Linked DNA regions of Cricetulus griseus: region 2 is linked to region 1. Evidence: chromatin contacts called from public Micro-C data. All regions are on one chromosome and are shown on one strand. The core of a region is the stretch at or near the end of the contact, and the rest is flanking DNA. Distances in the headings are between cores, read along the strand shown.

Region 1 (5,539 bases), core at 1,956-4,455:
TAAGTGATTTCCAATGTAAAAGCAATGGGGCTTCTAATTTACTTACCTATGCTATTGCTCACTTCCAAAGAAACCCCTTAAGGTGAATGCTGGGTAATGTCTCTTCTTGCCCTTTGATAGCTGGTACTCTGCTGACTCTCCTTGCATCTTTGATTGTCTTAACTCCAATGTACAACTTTATCCTCACTGAGAAAGGGGGGTTAAGTGATGAATCAAGATTTCCCTTTAGGATAAGCTTTTTGAAAAGATGGCTTTAGTTCCTCCAATCTTAAAGTTTGACCTTTGGGAATACACTTCAACCTTACTGTATGTGTAAGGATACTACTTCAGAGGCATGCCCACCAGAGTGACAAGGGATCCCATGCTCAGAAGAATATTCTGTTGTTGCCAGTGGGAAATTTTTAACATGCTTTTTTAACAAGGGGCTACAAGCTTTCATTTTATCTGGGCAATGATAATTGTGTAGCTATAGCAAGCTTCTGAATACTATGTTCTAGAAATAAGGCCTCCACAGATTACAGAGATAAAGAAAATGGTTATTCCCCACCTCATCTCTTACTGGGATTTTCTTAGAGGTCCTAACCTTTAAAGGACATCCATGTGTGGCCTTTGTAGAATGGGGAAGCCACTGTTAACATAGCATTCTTCATGGAAATGGTCTATGCTTCTTGCCATCCATGCAAAGCCCAGGTTGGAAATCAATCATTACAGAAACAAGCCTGTTCCCTAACTTGAATTAATAATAATAAAAAGAGAGAAAAAAATAATAAAAAAATAATGACATCTGCACTACAGAAAATAAGAAACATGTTCCCAATATTTTCTTCATTAAAATTCATAGCCTCTCTTCAGAAAAAAAAAAAAGAATTGAGAAGTGGAGTTCCAAAGCTATACTTTGGCTGAGGACTCAGAATCACCCAGTCCAAGCTCAGTAAGGTAACTTCCAACAAAGTGATTCAGTCCCAAAGAGACCCTTCCAAATCCCTCTTCTTATACTGAACATATCAATGGTGGAGGGACCACTAAATTTGTACCTTAGATGGGCTTGAGTCACAACAAGATAGGTTTAGGCATAGCTGATGTGGATTATTGAATTTTAAAATGGTGAATTAAATAACAGGAAGGTTATTTCCTTTCCAAATCCTTTTCAGTTACTCCTATTGCCTTAGGGAGAAAGATCCAACTAGTTTTTCATATGTCTACATTACTTACTAAATGCCACTTTAACTAGAGAACAGACCTCAGGCTCTGAGGTTTTCTTAGTGTCTATGTAAATATGAATCTATCCCGTTTTTATAATGCATTTTTCAACTATATAAATGGATGATAACTGGTTTGCTTCTGGTTTACAGCAATGATGCAAAAGCTTGGTTTTTCAAACATAAGGATGTTTAGGCAAGAATATAAATCTGCGGAAATATTAAATGCAAATATAGATGAATCTTAGACCATGATGGTGAAATGGGACTGATCACAGCATCAGTGGCATTGTCATTGTTATTAGTAAGAAGGTTTATTAAAGTAAGCTGGTATCTATTCAGAAAAGAGCCATAGAAGCCCACCTTGTGCGTCATCAGCCTCTAATTAATTCATATATGTTTTAGTTATTACAACCCATAAATCATAGGCTGTTCTATTTGGCACTCACTCAACAGATGGCCATAAAAAAAAGAAAAAGAGAAACCCTTGAGTAAAATAAGGCAAAGTGAAACAAATACTGGCAACAAAAGAAGGTAAAATGTAAAAATGACAAGCCATGAAACCTATTACCCAGAAAGTAAATGGCTTTAAGTCAACTACATATGCTCACCATTATAAAAATAATATAAAATAAGGTATGCATGCAAATGAAAAGAAATGTACCCAGCTGATAATTATATAAAGAGGAAGCTACTTTGTTCTAATAATTGCTAATTTGATCCCAGGGCTATCTCATGAAGGTAATAGGAAGGAAATTTGTTGGCTTAAAATGAATATATATTGAACAAGGGCAAAATATTTGTGCTAAAATCATATTTCTATGATAAACCTCTTCAAAAATATATTCCATTATTGAATTTTAGTTATCATGAAATATGCTGTAGAAGTGGGCTCAGTAGTTGCCAGTTCAAATGTCTCCAAATTGTCGTCCTAAAAAAAGGAACTATGGAGGCTGCTTTCTCAAATTCCTCCTCAAAATCTTGGCATTTCTTTTATAAGCTTCAGTCCTGGTGTATAATTTAACTGGTATGAATTCTAAGAGATAAGGATTAGTCATCAGAGCTGAACCAGCTAGTCATTAAGTCATTTCCCAGGATTCATAAATATATTTATATAGGGTTACTTTTTTCAGCAATATAACAGGCAAAAATTACTTTCAAAAATGAAGTCAATATTGACATGAATACACATGACTAATTATTCTGATGCGACCATTTGTGGATTTGTTTATATATACTAAAGTCAAACTACACTTACACAGGTATGAATAAACTGCAAATATGCACACACTCTTGGTGACAAAGTCCATATGAATGGTTAATCATTGAGTCTAAAACTTCTTGCCACCAACACTATGTCACCCAGCCTTACAGACTGGAAGAGTATGGACCCCTCTGGATATTCCGTGTAAGAGGTACAGCAATGGCCTGCCTGATCTCCAACTGATCAAACAACAAATGTTTACAGAGCATATACAGCTGGAACTTATTTTTTCACAGTGGATGTAAAAAAATAAAAAACTGATGTATGCTGAAGTTTAACCTTTTTAGGAACCATTCATCTACATAGTCAATACTCACAGCTGTAGCAGAAGTTATAGGGAAAATATAAAGATAAACAACACTAAACTATGTCTGAGAATTTAAGGAAACCCTCAGAAGGTAAAGAAGATAACTATGGTAGGGTCAATACTTGTTCATGAAAACCCAAGGGTCTGTCATCAGCCCAAATGTATTTACTTGTTTTCTTCTCACTAAAGCTTACATTTCACTTACATTAAACCAATTAACAATAATCTTATAAAAACTGCTTTAAAGAGAAACAGTGATACTTGTTTCTGGATTGAGAGGTATTTTCACTTTAAAAACAAATGCAATTTTGTGTCAAGGGATGCTCTGTAACAGGAGGATTTGGCAGGCAGGCTGGTAGATGAATGGAAGGAATTGTTTTGAGGTAGGATGGGCCTTGGTCTTCCTGTCCAGCCACCCAGTCACATGCAGTCAGGCTGTGAGTCAGGCCAGATCTGGTTACCAAGCAGTTTGCTGCTCTGTTGCTTAGTAACTTGAGTCAGTGGACCATCCTTCCCAGCTGGCTTTTCGGGAACCACGGAACCAGTGAACCAAACCTTAATAGATTTCTAACTTGATCTTTCTCCTTAGACCTTAAGCTTTTTGCACCCTTTTCTCTGAATCATTCAGAATAAAATTATTCTGATTGGTTCTGTGTTTAAGCCAGTGGTATTTTAAAACCACCGTGAATCAGAATGCCCTCCCTCTCTCCTGAAGTCTTTCTCCTCTAGCTGCACACATTTTTATCAGAAATAAAGGAGCCAGACTTTCCTACAAACCACGTGTATAACAAATAAAGTCAAATACCTTTATATTAACTCATACCATTTTTAAAAATATCCTTATTTTTGTAATAGTATCATTATACATGTATGGGAAGGAAATGAATGGGAACTTAATTAGACAGTCCAAAGAGTGGTGATACTAAAAAATGTAACAAATGATGAAGAGGCAGGAAGACATGGGTTCAGACTGTTAGCCGCTGATTTCATTGCTGGATAGCTGAACGATTGTGGCTTTGTGAGATTTTTCTATGCCCCCGTGTTTAATGTGTAAGTGGTTACACATGTCACAGCACGCATGTGGAGACCAGAGTTCAACACTCTGGAGTTGGCATCTCTGCCTTGATGTGGATTTCTGGGATGAAACTCAGGATGCCAGGCTTGCCCACTCCCTGCCCTTGGGACTTGCTTTTAATTCTTTAAAAGTAGAAAGTCTGTTATCAGTATGTAGATGTAGGAAGGCTTTTTAACTTGTCAATAATCAAATATCTTTGTAGCCATATGACTTTTGATTTAGACATCCTATAACTCAAAAGGTGGAATGACTAAGGTTAAATATCAACTGGCCCACAAGCCTTGACCTCCACTACATTAAGTCAGCCACAGCTTTCAAAACATGTCTTCCTTTCAAAGAGAAAACTATTTGTAAAAATCATAGTTTTGTTTTCCTGATGGTTAGCTTCTTCCTGAAGCAGCTACCATAAGAAAAGAAAAGTAGCTTCTTTTCTAAGTGGGGGGAAAGTGTTACAAAGTGTTGACATTCATCTTGTTACCTAAAGTCACAGAAGCTTTTTAATTATAAAGCATGAACTAAAAAAAAATAAAATAAACCTACAATTTAATTATTAAAATGACCTTTGAGGTTCAACTTCAAAAAATTCTTCTCATTCATTCAACTGTGTTTTCAAGACCATACTTTTGTCTGAAAGCACATTCACCATTAGTAGCAACAGCTTCCACCAGTGGTTCTTATTGTCACTAAGATAAATGTCAATCGTCACAGGAAGTACATAGGAGTAATAAGAGCTGGGTACATCAGTTCTTACTTTCTTCCTCAGTAAATAAATGTCACATTTTGATTTTTGTAATATAGCAAATATTATGGGTCACTTAACATGTTCTATAAGAGACATGTCCTTCTGAAGTCTTCTGGTTTTAATGAAAGCAAATAACAACTTTCATGTTCACTTCAAAAGCTAAAGACACTTTCAAGCTGCCCACTAAGAAAACACCATGGCCATAGCTGACATCTGGGATCTCTGCTCCTTCAAACGTGTCTACAGTGCTTAATATACTCCCTCAGTGATTCTCCCTAGACACTCTCTGGTATCATCTCTCTTCACCTGAAGTCCTCACTATCTGCAAGGGGAGCAACAGTAATGCTTGTCTTTTGATTTCTCCACCAGAGAAAGGAGGGGGAGGAAGGAGGAGAGGGGAGGGGAAGGGAGGGGAGGAAAGGAGATAACAAGAGCCTGAAAGCTAAATGCAAGAGGTAGCATAAGAACAAGTCCAGAGTCCTCAAATGCAGTCACTAAGTAACAACTTTCAAAACCCTGCTTAGGTGTATTTAGTGCCCACACTCTAAAAGCATGGGTATTTTCTTTATAGGTGAAAATTTCTTCCCTCTTCTGTGACTTCAATAAAATTCATAGTATATATCTCACTCTCAAAGCAAGTTCAGGGGCTGGAGCACTGACCCACTGGCTACTCTTCCAGATAACCTGGTTTAAATTCCCAGCACCCATATGGCAACTCAAAACTGTCTGTAACTCAAATTCTTGGGACTCAGCACCTCCATTCAGACAACCATGCAGGCAAAACACCAATGTCCATAAAATAAAAAATAATCTTTAGAAAAAAAGAAAATCAGTTGCTGAAGAAGGGATGACTATGGAGTAAGCTGTCAATTTTTAATCGGGAGTAATTCTATACCTAATGAAGCAAATGTATAAATAAATAAATATGCCTATATCATCTAACTCCTTACAA
Region 2 (4,884 bases), core at 1,623-4,122, 210 kb before region 1:
TATTGTAATTACAAGCAGATACATCTTAGTTTTTGAGAAAGGGTCCCTCACTGAATATGCATCTCACTGATTGGGTTAGACAGTTGTCCAATGAGCTTTAGGGATCTGCCCATGTTTTCTCTTTGGTCTTGGGATACAGATATACACTGCAGCACATGACTTTTCCATGGGGCTGGGATCTGAACTCAGGTCCTTAGGCTTGTGTGCAGCCCTTTATGAAGCAAGCTGTCTGCTCTGCCCTCCAGACTTCATTTTCACCTCTATCTCTTTCAGCCTTAGTAAGAACTATAGCAGCCGTCATTATACTTGAGAAGTAAATTCAATTGCTAATATCAGTCTGCCCATTTCTTCAAGAAAACAAAATTACTTCTCTACAGAATTAAAACATCATTTCCCCTGTGCTTGACGAAGAAGGTAATTTTCTTTTGTGTGTCTTGCCCCTAAAATGAATATTTGGTCTAGACAGAATATTACTGAAGGCTTTTCCATGAGATATGCCCCTTTTTGCTAGAACAAACTTCATTATTTCCACATAATTACATAAATAGCTCACTGTACCTCTCTGCTCACTTCTTAATACAATAAAAAATTCAAAAACAGGTGAAGGAGCCTAACTTCCATTTCCTCTGAAACAGAATGTGGCTAATATACATTTGCACGTACCATCTTCCTCACATTTGTGACTGTCATCCAACTCATCCTAAGGGGAGCAGAATGATGTTCACTGGGTACCTGACACCAGTGGGTCTCAGGCTGTAACACACATCAGAATCTTCTAGAAGTCATCCATAAATGGAGACTAGTGGGCTCAGCTGCAGGGTTTCTGAAGCCTCTTGGGCCTAAAATGGGAGAGACCAGGACTTTGTATTTCTGACTGGGTCCCTGGGTGACACTGGTGCTGCTTGTCTGAGGTGTGAAAACACGCTTCTGCTATATGGGCCACTTTGGTGTCTGTGTGGTTTCTTAATAGTGGTTTGTCATGTAGTACCCATTCTCCCCTCTCCTCCTCCTTTCTTTTTCTTTTGTTACTAAAATCTGAATTAAGACTGCTAATATGATTTATAAATGTTGTCTAAATCTCTGCAACCTGGTTTTGGTGCTACAACTTTATACAACGATCCATCATTTTCTCCAAAAGAAAGAAAGAATGGAAGGAAGGAAGAATAAAAATGAAATACAATAAAAATGGAAAATCTTATCTCTGTAAGTTTTTTAAAAATAGGAAAAAAAAAACAAAGAATTTTTTTTCCTAAGAGGTTTGACCTTCCACAGCAAAGACACTTTTGCCTCCATGGTGATTATTTTGTTGGGAAGCCAAACTGGCAATTAAGCTGGCAGAAGGAGGAAAAGCCATTGTCTAAGAGGCTGATGGTAAAGCTCTTTCTGAGTCCCAAGACAATGAGGGCCCACACATGAGCTCATTTGAAGTTCTAGTTCCTTCTCTCTTCCATTGCTCATTCTGAATTCTCATAGCCACAGAAGCAAGGGGAGGTTTTCAATCCAGTCCCATCATCCCCCACTGAGACCCTTTTTAGCTTTAACTTATGATAACAATCTCAAGGCATTCTTCGAATCTTTGCAGCATCAGCCTCAAGTCCCTTGACAAGTTGTTGATTTTGAACTTTCATTCACTCTGCAGGCTTTCTGGGATCATCATCATCACACTATCACATCAGGGTGTTGGGATGTGGTGGAAATGTAGACTAGAAGGGGCCTTGAGAAGAGGAAGTTTAATCCCGAGAGACATATTTCAATCTTATTGAAAGGCAATGTGAGCTGTTACCTATCATAGTATTAGGTGAGTACAGCAAGGGCTCACACCCTGTTTTAAAGAAAGTAATATCCTTGGTAATGGGTTTTGAAGACTCCAGGCTCTGCCCACTGTGATCATTACAGAGTGCTACATAGTTCACACTTTTTTTTAAGCATCAAAGGCTATCTTGATCATTGCTCTTTATCCCTATAATTAAGAATCGTTCTCAGAAATTGGTAAATGCTTTATTTATTGCCAAAATGCAAGGGTTTTTTGTTTGTTTTTGTTTCAGGAAAATCAAGAAAATCTAGGAAAAACACAAGAAATATCAGAATGTAACATGATACCAAAGTTTATAAATTAAATAATACCAAAAGCTGAGATTGCTATAGATGAAGGAAATTAATTAGAGTGTAAAAAAATATAAAGCCTCTAACCTTGCATCTACTCAAAGACATCTGTCACCAGACAGAAGCACATGAAATGTCATGGAATATTTCCAATTATGTTTCAAGATAGATTCCTACTTTCATACTCAGATAATACACGTAAAAATAGAACTCTGTTCACTTAAATTTCTAGTTTACATAAGAGAAGGAATTCTTCCATAGGATACCATCTATTTCCCCTTTATATAGGACCAGAGTTTGGTCTGAATATTTCCTCAGCATTTTTTGTAGCTAGGGGATATAATAAGTGTGATTGCTATTCTACATCAAAGGCTTCTTAAAATCCTGTGCACCATGTTGCAGGGGTATCCAGTACACAGCTTTACACCCCCTTCGGCTGAATCTTCTCAGTGCAGCTCAGCCTGCCTGCAATCATGAAAAGTCCTCCCAAGGATGGAGCCACTGTAAGAGCCTGGGGCATAAGTAGCTCACAGCACTGAGATCCTTGTCTGGAGGGACTGCCCCTTTCTACTTTCTACAGCCACTGCTGTCCCTCCCCCCCCCCCACACACACATCCCATCTCTGTTACTCAGTCCCTGGGAAAACACTTCATAGACATGAAATTCTCTGTTGGACATTCATGTTACAGCTACTTCATCCTACAATGCTTTCTTGTTTGTGGTGGCTTTGCATCTGAAACCCATCTGGATTCTCTCATGCCCTTTGATACCATTTGCCCTAATGACTCACAGGTCTCCAGGGACAAACTGGTTTTCCCAAGTCTCTTCTGCTATCTCCTAATGATTTCTCTTTTTTGGCCAGTTTCTCATGTCTTTCTTGGTTTCTATTGGTCAGGTCCTGATGAATCCCTCACAGATACTTTAGACTTGGACGGAGTGCAATTTTTGCCATCTCGAGTGAGTTCCCTTTCAGGATCCAGTGTATAGTAATTCAGCATCCAGAAAAACAGAGTGAACAGAGAGGACAGAAAATGAGGTACAGGAAGCACAAATAGGCCCCTGGTACAGCAACACATTTTTTCCAGAATAAGGTAACTCGTAAATAGACATACCTGGTTAAGATCAAGTTGATTTACTAATTTTCAGCTATTCTACCAAAAGGATTTTACCACCTCATTTCCACAGAGATTTTCATTTTATGTTAAAGTTCTACAATTTTATCATCCACTATCATTTCATGCCAAGTACTTTCTAATTTAATTATAAAATGCACCCATAAAAATGTTGGCATTCCATGTGCCAAATACTGAATGTATATACTACATATGTTATTATACTATGCATGTGTATATGATATATATATATATATATATATATATATCATTATAGATGTCTCTTGAAGATGTATTTAGACTACAACAACAATCACAGTCCAATGTCATTGAAAAGTAATCCACTCATAAGACCAGAACCCCAGCCCCCCACTAATGCCAGAATTTGAAATTACTTGGGAAATGAATTTGCAGTATACAAGACCAAATGGAGGATACAGCATTTCTATCTACTGGACAATATGTAAACCTCCAAAATGACATGTATAAATTCTTGTAGAAATAAAATTGAATTGCCAAGCACAGCCCAGAAAGCATTAATGCTACTCTCTGAGTATTGCCCGTGTATTTATGACCCACCACAAGCAAAGCCAAGAAAAAGTATTCATAATTTTTTCCCTTGGTATAAAAGAAGGGATGAGAGAGAAGAAAAGATCTGCTGAATCAGATCGTGTTTGACTAAGGAGGGAGGGAGGAGTTTTCTTCAATTAATAGACAGCTGCAAGACTTGGGTTCATGCCAGCCGGGTCTTCCGTCATGAAGTGTTCTCAGGTGCTGGCATGGTGACAAGAATAGATGTGCCCCAAAGCTGGGGGAAGGAAAGGGACAGTGGGCTATGCTGAGTTTCATGAGTGAATTTCAGCAATCATTTTTAGGACACCCAGTTAATTGTTGAAGTGTACCAGTGGATTCATTTCGGCTCAGATACTTATTTGAAAGAATGGATTCTTAGAAGGGAGAAAGTAAATGACATCGGGAAAGGGCATGTTAATTGTCATTACCAGTGGTAAAATCTATATTCACTTTCAACTTTCATGGGTAAAGCGGACAGGAACAAAGGGGCATTTTAAGGGCTTTAAGGCATTTTTCTGTGAGGAGGGGAGAAAAGAAAAAAAGAAAGAAAACATTGTAAGGACACAAAAGGAGTCTTGGGGAGGCCTAGAAAGATCTAGTGCCAGCTCCTTCATTCAAAAAATATGAGCAAGCTCAGGTGGGGTTCTCTAACTAGGTACCTATACTGGTGACCACAAGCCCGTGTGTCTCCTGGCTGCTGAGCCACATTCCTGTCTGTCTGGATGGAAGGGTGCCCACCCACAAGCCAGACCTTTTCATTATGGGGATTTTCTGAACTTCTAGATCAGGCAAACTACACACACACACACACACACACACACACACACACACACACACACACACACACACACACTTTTCATTTCATGTAACTATATCATCTTTTGGATTTTCTTTCTCTTTCCGTTTGGTAGTTTTATACATGTACATAATAAATTTTTATTTTCACACCTTATTCCCCTTCCTTCATTGCCTTCCTTCTTTTGCTGGAAGCCTTCTTCTTATGTCTTCCTTTAAAGAGAAAAATCCACTAGATAGTAACAAACCAAAACACAAAAAGGTCACAAAGCCAAAAGTTCTGTGGCTATTTACATAAAGA

Evidence for each region. Hi-C and Micro-C count contacts between places; a contact is called where the count stands out from the background.
Region 2: a contact with region 1 is called in a Micro-C map of the CHO-K1 cell line, with 2.5 times the contacts expected there. The contact joins two enhancer-like sites. A contact is called at or near these places in 2 of 8 Hi-C or Micro-C datasets (both in the CHO-K1 cell line).

Annotation. Positions count from the first base shown.
Region 1 is chr2:327,263,132-327,268,670 of CriGri-PICRH-1.0, reverse strand. The region is part of intron 4 of Pde4d (cAMP-specific 3',5'-cyclic phosphodiesterase 4D); the gene reads right to left. Among named protein-coding and RNA genes, the nearest start is that of Mir582, 52 kb to the left of the region's middle. Within about 2 kb of position 3,205, at least 4 of the 6 cell types and tissues checked have open chromatin away from gene starts, as enhancers often do. A contact at or near this core is called in the CHO-K1 cell line, where this site is marked.
Region 2 is chr2:327,471,034-327,475,917 of CriGri-PICRH-1.0, reverse strand. All of the region lies in intron 4 of Pde4d (cAMP-specific 3',5'-cyclic phosphodiesterase 4D), which reads right to left. Among named protein-coding and RNA genes, the nearest start is that of Mir582, 160 kb to the right of the region's middle. Within about 2 kb of position 2,872, at least 2 of the 6 cell types and tissues checked have open chromatin away from gene starts, as enhancers often do. A contact at or near this core is called in the CHO-K1 cell line, where this site is marked.